Regions from separate parts of the Pan troglodytes genome. Here region 2 is linked to region 1. A link is a contact called in public Hi-C data. All regions are on one chromosome and are shown on one strand. Each heading gives the region's core, a stretch centred on a gene start, on an enhancer-like site or on the middle of the called end of the contact. The rest is flanking DNA. Distances are from core to core; before and after follow the strand shown.

Evidence for each region. Hi-C and Micro-C count contacts between places; a contact is called where the count stands out from the background.
Region 2: a contact with region 1 is called in a Hi-C map of induced pluripotent stem cells, with 4 times the contacts expected there. The contact joins two enhancer-like sites. A contact is called at or near these places in 2 of 7 Hi-C or Micro-C datasets (both in induced pluripotent stem cells).

The regions. Positions count from the first base shown.
Region 1 is chr2:135,046,616-135,052,014 of NHGRI_mPanTro3-v2.0_pri, forward strand. All of the region lies in intron 4 of CPNE4 (copine 4), which reads right to left. Among named protein-coding and RNA genes, the nearest start is that of MRPL3, 300 kb to the left of the region's middle. Within about 2 kb of position 3,901, at least 4 of the 24 cell types and tissues checked have an H3K27ac peak or open chromatin away from gene starts, as enhancers often do. A contact at or near this core is called in induced pluripotent stem cells, where this site is marked.
Region 2 is chr2:135,428,278-135,433,119 of NHGRI_mPanTro3-v2.0_pri, forward strand. The region is part of intron 2 of CPNE4 (copine 4); the gene reads right to left. Among named protein-coding and RNA genes, the nearest start is that of TRNAC-GCA, 49 kb to the right of the region's middle. Within about 2 kb of position 2,729, at least 1 of the 24 cell types and tissues checked has an H3K27ac peak or open chromatin away from gene starts, as enhancers often do. A contact at or near this core is called in induced pluripotent stem cells, where this site is marked.

The sequences.
Region 1 (5,399 bases), core at 2,651-5,150:
TGTGTATGTGTGTGTGTGTGTGTGTGTATATATATATATATATATATATATATATCTCCAACAAAACATGCCAAAACCAGAATTGTTTTTTCCACTCCCTTCTCCCATGTGCACCCATGTGACACCACAGTGTCTTTTGTTTCTATAAGTGGCCCCACAATGCACTGAGTTGCTTAAATCAAAATTCTGTTGGTCATTCGTCTTTTCCCATACCCCAAAATGTAATCCAATCCATCAGCAAATAAACATTTTAGGTAAAGCTGTGAAGGACAACACCTTAATAACATTTCTCATAGCCGTCCATTTTTTTCTCCACTAGACCAAGAGTGACTTCATGGATATTTGCCACTGCCTACTCACAGTTTTCCTCATTCTTGCCACCCTTTCCTCTTTCAGTCCATCTTCTACACAGGATCAAGAGGGAAATTTTAATCATGGATTATATCACATCACTCCCCTGCTTAAAATTCTTTGTGGTTTTCTATAGTTCTTAGAAGCCAAACTTTTTCCCATACCCTATAAAGCTCTATATCAGTTATCTTTAGTCTGTGATTAGAATTACTGGGAGAACCTAAAATAACAACAAGATCAACAGCAGCAGCAGCAGCAACAACAACCAAAAATCCCAAACACCAATGCCTGGGCACCACCCTAGACTAGTTGTGGAATTTCTGTAGGTGGAGCATCTGCATTTCTGATACATAGTCACTATCTCTCTCACTCACTAAGATCCAAATATACAAATCTATTTCTTTTTTAAAACACACAGAATTTGTACCTGCCTATGGACTTTTGCACTGGCTATTTCCTCTTTCTGGAATACTTAATACTCAGATTGGCACACTGGCTGGCTTCTTCTCATCACCCAGGTCTCCGCTCAAATATCACCTCTTTAAAGAGAAGAGAGTCAGAGAAGAGGGCAACAGACTTGTAAACCTTCATGTCTGTATACATGAGATTAGAGTCCTCATGTCAGGAGTTACTCCTTCCATTCTCCAGTCACTCACATATCACATGCCCTGTTTCTATGAGCTTGTCAGTGGTTGCTCTCCCATTTTCTTGCCTATGGTATGTAGCCATCCTAAGAAGCAACAGAATTATCAAGTTAGTTTTTTAACTCATGTTTACATGCATATTTATTCAAATAATTACAACTCACTGGGACAGTGACTGTAAGAATGTATGCATATGTATGCAGGATTATCGAGGTCTTAACATGCCATGCAAACAGGAGTCATCTCTGACTGCCTCTGAGGAATGACACTTCTCCTTGGGATGTATCCTGACATACAGACCTTTATGATCATCCTTCAGGGAACTTTCTCAAGAAAATACTCATTGAAAATCCAGTTCAATTTTGGAAACAACTTTTTTTTTTTTTTTTAGATGGAGTCTTGCTCTGTTGCCAGGCTGGAGTGCAGTGGCATGATCTCAGCTCACTGCAACCTGCAACCTCCTCCTCCTGGCTTCAAGCGATTCTCCTGCCTCAGCCTCCTGAGTAGTTGGCACTACAGGTGCGCATCACCATGCCCAGCTAATTTTTGTATTGTTAGTAGAGATGGGGTTTCACCATGTTGGCCAGGATGGTGTCGTTCTCTTGACCTTGTGATCCACCCACCTCGGCCTCCCAAAGTGCTGGGATTACTGGCGTGAGCCACCACACCCAGCTGGACACTGCATTTCTAGGGATGTGGTTGACTTTGGTATAAAGCCCTTAGTGGTAGAATGAATTTCAACTTAGATATCCAAGCCCAATTTTGCTATAAAGGATCTTCCTGTATTCCTCCACTTTCAATATCTTAATAGGACTTGCCTTGATAAGGAGTGCTAAAACTTACAACCTACTTTTACAGGTAGATGTTCTTCCTTATGTTCTCCCTTCACTCCCTGGGTAGTTGAGGCTTGAGTTGAGTACTAGGTAGTTGAGTACCAGAGTTCCCACATATGAGTGTGTAGCTTGTGTGCTATAAAAGCGTGCCTGGATGAAAGCTTGAGGAATGAAACTCAGTCCCTCACCAAGGCAGTCGCCTCCCTTAGGGGAAAGTCAGCCCAGAGGAAAGGGTGTGTTTCCCATCTTCAACCACCAGAGGGAACATTTTTCTTATTTCTGCAACACTGCCATCTGTCGTGGCTTAGCCATGGCAGTACTACTATTTTGGTTAGTTGTTTATTGCTTTATTTTGCAGATGAAAACTCTGCTATTGAGAGAGGTGAAATATTCTATCCCAGCAGAAAATCTTCCAGTGAGTCAAATATCTGCTAGTGAGTTGACAAAAAAAATCTAGAGCTCTTTCCGTCAGCACTTGGAAATATTCTTATTGTTACTGTTGGATGACCCCTGGTTTGTAGACACCGCCTATAGGGCAATGGTTGGGTTCAGAATTACAGAGTGAGAGGCATAAGCATCAAAGCACAGAGAAACATATTAATAAAAGCCTCTGAGAAATAAAAATGAAATCCCAAATCCGCCAACTGACTGAACAGAACCCCTCTTGGCCAAGGGGACCTCAGAGTAATCTTGAAAACTGAGTTCTCAGTCATGACAGTATGTGAGGTCAGACATTCCTTGTAATATCCCCACCCTTGATAATCACCATTAAGCTTTCTTCCCTAAGGACCAAACAGAAACCAGCCCTTTACAGAGACTCTACCACTGATATCAACTGACCAGTAATGACTGCCCCTCCCTTTTGTGGTTTTAACAAAACAACTGACCAGCATTTCTTCCTGATAAGAGACCACTGACTATGAAGTGGTTCTGGCCAGTCTATGGAGGGTGTACATTAGGGGTTTTTGTGTCCTGTGCTTCACATTTGTCATCAGAGGGCTGAAAACACCACCCTCGGGTCACGCTAACGAGGCTGTATTTTGAACATGGGTCCCCTGGAGAATCATGAAGCTCAATTGTGAATGTGTGTGTTTCTCCTTTTAAAAATATTTATGACTCCTCTTATAGCTTACTAAATATGTAAATGTGGCCACCTCAGCACACATTCCTGTTCCCTTTTCTCCTCCCTTGAAGAGTCTGTTTTTGGCTCCTGGCCAGAGGCTATGCTTCCCAGTCTGTCAGAATGGCCACCATGCAGGTTGCAACGCTTTATGAGAAATAAAGCTCTCGTTTCCACATTTATGAACCTCATGATTCTTCAGTTGACATCTCCAATTCCATGTCATTTAACTTATCAGAGTTCTTTTCTCTTTTTGGAAATTGAAAGGGTGGACTCAGCACCAAATAAGGTTCCTCTGGGCTCTAATATCTTTGGCTAGAGGAGATGACAAGAGTTTTTTTTTGTAAAAGGAGCTATTTATTTGCTCTTCCATCACAGCTGTCCAAGGTTATTTGAATCATAGCCATCTTGTGAGAAGACTTCTGCCACATTAAGCCATTTTGGAATCATCTTCAGCCTCGTTAACGACGTAGCAGGGTTAGTTTGGTCACTACCGACCTCCCTTTTTATCAAACTTGCTGTTGAATTGAATCTCTAATTGGGATGAAGTCGGGTGTCTCATCCCCCGGAGTTTAATTACACACACATTCATTGATTCTGGGCCTGCTCGCTCAGGTCAAGAGCACACAACCACCTCACAGCTTTCTGCAAAGAGGACATGTTGTATAAGTCTATGCTTGCAGTCTTTGGAGGAAATGATGAAGGTTGGAGAAAGGAAGCAAATAAATACATTTTTTCTAAGTCAATTCAAACTAGAATAAGTCACTGCCACACACCATCTGCCCCCTCCTCCCCAGGGTCCCCCTTCCCCTGGACCCTCCATCAGTAAATGAATTTAACCTAATTTGCTGCTCTCTAGGGAGAATGCATTCAACCACAAGCTTCCCAAGGTGCTTCTGTTCCTGGTACAAAAAGCTGAAAATGTCATCGCATTTGCAAATGAACAGAAACCTCCCACTCAAAGAGCATCAGTGCCACTGTGGCTCACTCAAGCAGCTGCAGGAGCCTTCCTCTCACTGCCATTGCTTTGTGGTTAGAATAATACGCACGTAGTCTTTTCATCTAATGACGTTGGCAAGTTTAACTTTCTTTGCAAAAGTAACAATGCTTTGCCTTCAACCAGCAGACTGTTCTCTCTTTCTCTGGAAAGGGCAGAATGGTTTCTATTTACTCCTGATAGGGCCAGTCACCTGCAACCTCTAGACATGTCTTCGCTTCAGCTTTACCCCATGCTGTATAAACTCCATAGGTCACAGTGGCTTTGATATTCTTCAGCTATGAAAGTCTGAATTCTAGATTGAGATGCTGGCCCCATCAAGCACATCTTTCTTGGCGTTTTTTATTTGTCAAGGAGGGATGGGCTCAAAGCAGAATACTTCACACCCCTCATGATTTGCAATGACCTACCTTCAATCTTTTCTCAGATTTAATATTTTCTGAGTAAGGGGCCCTGAACTCTGGCAAGAGGTGGCTTCTGGGTAAAGGCAGTACAGGAAATCTCCAATTTACTGGGGCTCTTTCCATGATTTTTGAAGCATGAAGGGACCATCGTGGTGACTGGTTTACAGCACTGACTAATCCAGACTAACCAGTTCATTTTGTCACAGAGAACTCCCAGAGTGTGGCCAAAAGGGTTCGCTAGAGACTCTACCAGAAACTGCATTTACATTGTATTGCAAGCTTGCCAAATGTACATCCCAGAAGAGGCTAACACTCAGGACAGCTCATTACATGTTTTCATCTATTCTGCAGGAACTAGGACCACGGAAATGAGAAACTCTAGTTATAAACTTTACTGACACTTTAAATACAATAGATACACAAGGCTGGGTTAAGTATTATCCTCCATCTAGCAATGGCAATCTGGTTGGTAATCGTGCACTAACACTAAGGTAGATGTTCTGAGATATATAAGCTATCCTGCTCAGATATAACACATCGATGCCTTTTACATCAAAACTCACTGAATGAGCTGTGTAGAGGCCTGTCTACCAGTGCGCTCAGTGAATAAAATTACCCCATGCATTACTCAGCTCAAATTGCCATAATAAAATACCACAGACTGGGTGGTTTAAATTTACCCATACTCTGGAGGCTGGCAAGTACAAGATATAGGTACCCACCAATTTGGTTCCCAGTGAGGGTTCTCTTCCTGGTTTGCAGACAACTGCTCTCTTGCTATGTCCTCAAATGACTGAGAAAGAGACCTCTGGTGGCTCTTTCTTTCTTACAAGGGCACCAGCCCTATCAGATTAGGGTCCCACCCTTATGACCTCCTTTAACATTTATAACCTCCTCAGAGGCCTTATCTTCAAATACCATCACTTTGGGGGTTAGGACTTCAACATATGTATTTGGGAGGGGGAACACATTCAGTCTATAACACCCGCAAATAGCCAATTATGGGACATAGGACCTCAGGTGCTCTATCATTGAACCTGTGCCGTAATT
Region 2 (4,842 bases), core at 1,479-3,978, 380 kb after region 1:
ATATTATCACACAGATAGATGAATATTTTTGCCATTAGGGGTCATTCTCAAGAACCACCACTGTTCACCATACAGCTTCCTGAATCTACTCTTTAACATGTAACGCAAGCTGAGCACCACAGAATTAAATTATTGCACCATGTGGCCACTTACATGACAAATGAAAGCCATCATACTTGACTTTAGGCTCAAGAGAGAAATATTTCACCTGAGCATGGTGACCATTTTGCAAATTATGACCTAAGAAATATGAGGGACTTGATTTTAAAAGTCATATTCTTAGGCATCGCCTCAGATCTATTAAGTCAAACTCTGTGGAGATGGGGCCCACAAAATCATATTTTTTTAAACTCCCTAGGAAATTCTGTTACCCATAAAGTCTGAGAATCACCAGTGAAAATGGATACCATGAATAAGTACTGACTATATAATACTGCATTTAAATAAGATTCAAGGATTAGCATAAATGTACATAGGATGTAAGGCCTTGAACATAGTGGTTCTTGTCCCTGAAGAAAAGAGACTATGAACTGCTAACATGTTATTAGCCAAGCGGGACTTTTTTCCCTATACTGAGATGTGAGGATGTTCTTCCAGACCAAATTTAAGATTTTTTATAAATCCTCTCTCTCTCCTACTTCATATAGCATAGCACAAACATCATTCATTAATATTGATATAGCCTCTGTCCTTATTGTTACTGTTTGCTGCATTTCATTTCATTTGTTTTCACATTCAGATATTCATTCGTTGACATATGTTGAAAATTGAATATGAGAGTTTATCCTGGTGAGTCTGTGAAGATAACTGTTGCCATGAAAACCAAATTGTCCTTAGAAGCTGATAAGAAAATGGAAACCTCAATGTGATGAACAGTGTGGAACCTTGAATTCTCACCATCCAGGATCAGCAAGAAGCTTCCACCTTTAAGGTCAACTTCAAGTGATTGGTAGTGGCCTCCTAGGCACTGTGTGGAGAAAGATTCTGAGTCCACACCTAAGCCTAGACCAAGAGAATAGAGTAGTGGAATTGATCATGGGCAAGGTAGGCATTTGCTATTCTTCCTCTTAGAAGTTCAATATTTGCAGTGGAAATATGTTCCAGATTACATAGAATGCAAAGTCAGAATTCCAGAAATTTCTCTTTCATATCTGACATTTAATGTAAGAGAAGCAGGATCCAAAAAGGACAAATTTCCAAAGCTACATAACTACTTGACAATGAATACCAATGCTAGAACCATTTCACACCCATAAAATGTCTCACAATGTGACAAATTCCCTTTAACCTTAGCCATATCTGTTACATAGCTTCTAGAAAGAAAGTTGAGAAAATTTCCACCATGCCAAATCAGCAGGCAGTTCTCCTGAACAGTATGTCATGATGCCGTATCCCTCTATCAAGTTGACCCCCAAACCATCAAAAAATAATCTGTAATAGTCCAACCCCAAAGGAACCAAACCAGATAATGACTGAGTTTTCTCTCTTAAGCAGAAATGCATTTCCAGAAAAGGTGGGGAGAAGGGGGTGGTTATCTGGGATAAAGTCAGCTCTGTGAAACAGGACAGACTGAGTGAATGCCACATGTTGTGATGTGCTTTCTTCCCTGGAACCTACCGAGTTGAGGGCTGGAGTATAGGCCTACAGGAGGGTGGTTATAGATTCTCCTTCCCAAATGCACTTTGAAATGCATCTTCATTGAGCCAGTAATTAAAGAAATGCATTTTTCCTGATGATGGACTTCCGCAGAGAGAGATGCTCACAGCTTTATAGATCTCTCACATCTCTAACAGTTAGATACCATTCCTGTACTCCAGACAACTGAGACTAAAAGGAAAATTAGCATCATAAGCATTTCAGCACCTTCCTTCTCTTAGAACCACTAGATAGTGCCCTTTCATTTCTCTGCTCTTTCCTTCTAATGGTTTTAAATGGATTTCTTAAAAAACAAATCCTGTACAGAATGTTCCTCCAATCTGTAGAGATAAACACAATTGGTGCCCATAAAGAAACTGATGCTCCATACAAGCAGCTTAATCAGAATCATCCTAGAGTGTAGGCATTGTCTACACATGATTACAGAAAGAAAGGGAATGAAAGCAGAGTACAAAGACTGAGGCAAGCTGGAGGTGGTCCCTGCAGCAGTATCCTGTGATGCTTGGCAACAGGAAATGAGATTAAAGAAATGTATCTCATTCCCCAAATATGAGGCTTTTCCAATTTACTACATCTTCTCTATACCTGGCCAGGTATGATTAACTACAAGGATAAGGGGTGAGAGGAAAGGAGCAAGAAGCTGCAACTAGATCTTCTGCTAGGTTTACAGGTGGGCTCTACTGGCAGCACAGATGCTAGTTTATTCGGGGACCTTGTGCAAATTAGAAAAAGGTAACCCTTGCTCAAAACACTTTACTGCCATCTGCTGGAATGTTGTCAAAATAACTATTCACATCTACAGTCACTACAAGAAAATATCCCCTGGAGGAGTGCCCTGTCGCTTACAACCCAAACAATTGTAAATTGAGGTTGCCTTGGGAGGAAATCTAGTCTGGCAGGTGAAACAGGAAATCCCAAGACTGTACAAGCATGGTTTTGGGCCAGTCTATATCAGGAGACCACAACATGTAAATCAAGATAAGGCATAAGCCATGATGAAGCACTCCAGGGGGAGCCCAGGCTCAGGAAGCCAGTGGAGTCATTGCCTCTGCAGTGAGGCTGATCATACAACCAGTTGCTGATGGAGGCAGAAGAAACTCAGCAAGTCCGAGACAGGCCCTAGCACCAACCAGACTGAGGGAGTAGGGCAGACTCCAGTGCACAGATTCAGACACAGATCTTCAGAAAATGAACGTAATTGCAAGGAAATAAGTAATTGCAACACAGGCTGTATAAGCACCCCACCATAGAAGTTAGCACAGAGGGCTGTAGGAGCACATAACAGGTGCACTTAACCCCATCTTGGAGTACCTGAAAAGGGTTCCAGAAGAAGCAGTAACTAAGGTAAAACCTAGATAGAACACAGTTCCTGCCCTCAAGGAGTTTAGAGAATAGGTCTGACCTATCTAATACAGTAGCCAATAGCCACATGTAGCTATTGAGCCCTTGAAATGTGGCCGGTGCAATGGAGGAACTACAATTTTAATTTTATTTAATTTTCATTTTAAAACTGAAGCAATGCAAAATATTTTTTCCATTAAACACAACTTTATTGTTTGGTAGGATTACGTTTCACTCTAACCATTGCATTGGATAAGATATTACTGTTGTATTGTAATGTACATGTATTTTTCTCCTTTTAGAAAAATTACATGTCACCCTCATTATATTTCTATTAGATAGTACTGCTTTAGACCAAAGAGATAGTCATACAGTCTGAAAAGTAAAGTATTCATTATAATGCTGGGATAGAAATAGGCTCACCTAGTACTCACTGTTATCTGGAAATATTAAACAAAATGCTCAGAAGATCCTAGATGGCAGAGAAAAGAACCCATATTAAAAGCAAATGGATGTAAGCTGAATTTATGAATAAATGGGTGGCACATACTTAAGCAGAGAATGTAGAGGAGCACCTCATAATCTGACAGAGACTTGTCCTTACCCTGGGCTAGAGTCTGTGGCTGTTACAGATGTGGAAATATGATGTTCACTTCTATTACATCAGTCAGTGTGCATTAGGCTACAAATAACAAAAAGTCTAACAGCCAGTAGCTTCAACTTTAAAAGACATCCATGGTTTACTGTTTAAAAACCCAGAGGTAAAAAAATCTATGGGTGGTTCAGCAGCTGAAATGTGTCTTCAAAAATTCAGTAACTACTATCCTTTTCTCCGCCTTCCGAAGGATTCAGTGTTTTATCACAGACTTGTCACTTGAAGGTCCCAAGGCAAGAAGCAATATGGGTGGGAACAGCCAAGTTAGAGAATTTTTCCTTTAGGACATTGACATTCCAGTTCTATCCCTAGCTTCCAAGGAGGCAGAGATAGCAATTATCTGGCAAAGGAGAGCCAGAAAGCCATAATATGTTTACACGAATCCTAAGTGTTCCATTGAAACTGGACATATTGCTGCCAGGAATTATACTGTGGTCCTATTAGCAAGGACTAAAGGAAGGTAATGCATAATGTCTGCAGCATTCACTAATTGTTTCATGATATTTAAATCTCCTATATTCTGATTCTTAGCAGGTAGTTGGCTAAAAGACACTTTTAAATGAGAAAACATAAATTTTTTATTATCATATATAAAGGAGGAGAGCTACAAAAACTCTAGCCAAATCAAAGCTGTAGTAATCCAATGGCAACTTGCCTGTGATTCTCTTATTCTCATTCAGGAAAAGTGGTGTTATCTCAGTCCATTATCTTCACTGAGAAGAACAAGTATGGGATTCACAATGACTGAACTGAAAAACTTGTTTTTACTGAGAAAAAAATGAATTGTTTCTAGTATTCTTATAAAGGGATGAGAAACCCGTAAATTGCTCAGCATTATTGAACCAAGAACAAGTTATTTTTCAAATTTTTCCAAGTAACAAGGGTTGTAAATGGAATGCTGTACTCAGTGATTTTAAGACACATTTCTTAAAAAAAAATATTAGGAGCTATAAACTGAAAACTGAAGAGTGGGAAGCAATAATAAATATCAATAATCTTGGCCACTGAGGAAAAGGAATCTCCATGTGATAATCACATGGAAATTCAAATGTGTCTTCATGATATACTTCATAGTATTCTTGTAAACCACTTCCATGGAATGCCTTGCCACCAGGAGAGGCCACACAGATCACCCTCTGCAAGGGCATGTCACTGCAAAGAAAGGAGTGACACAGACATAAATCAAATGA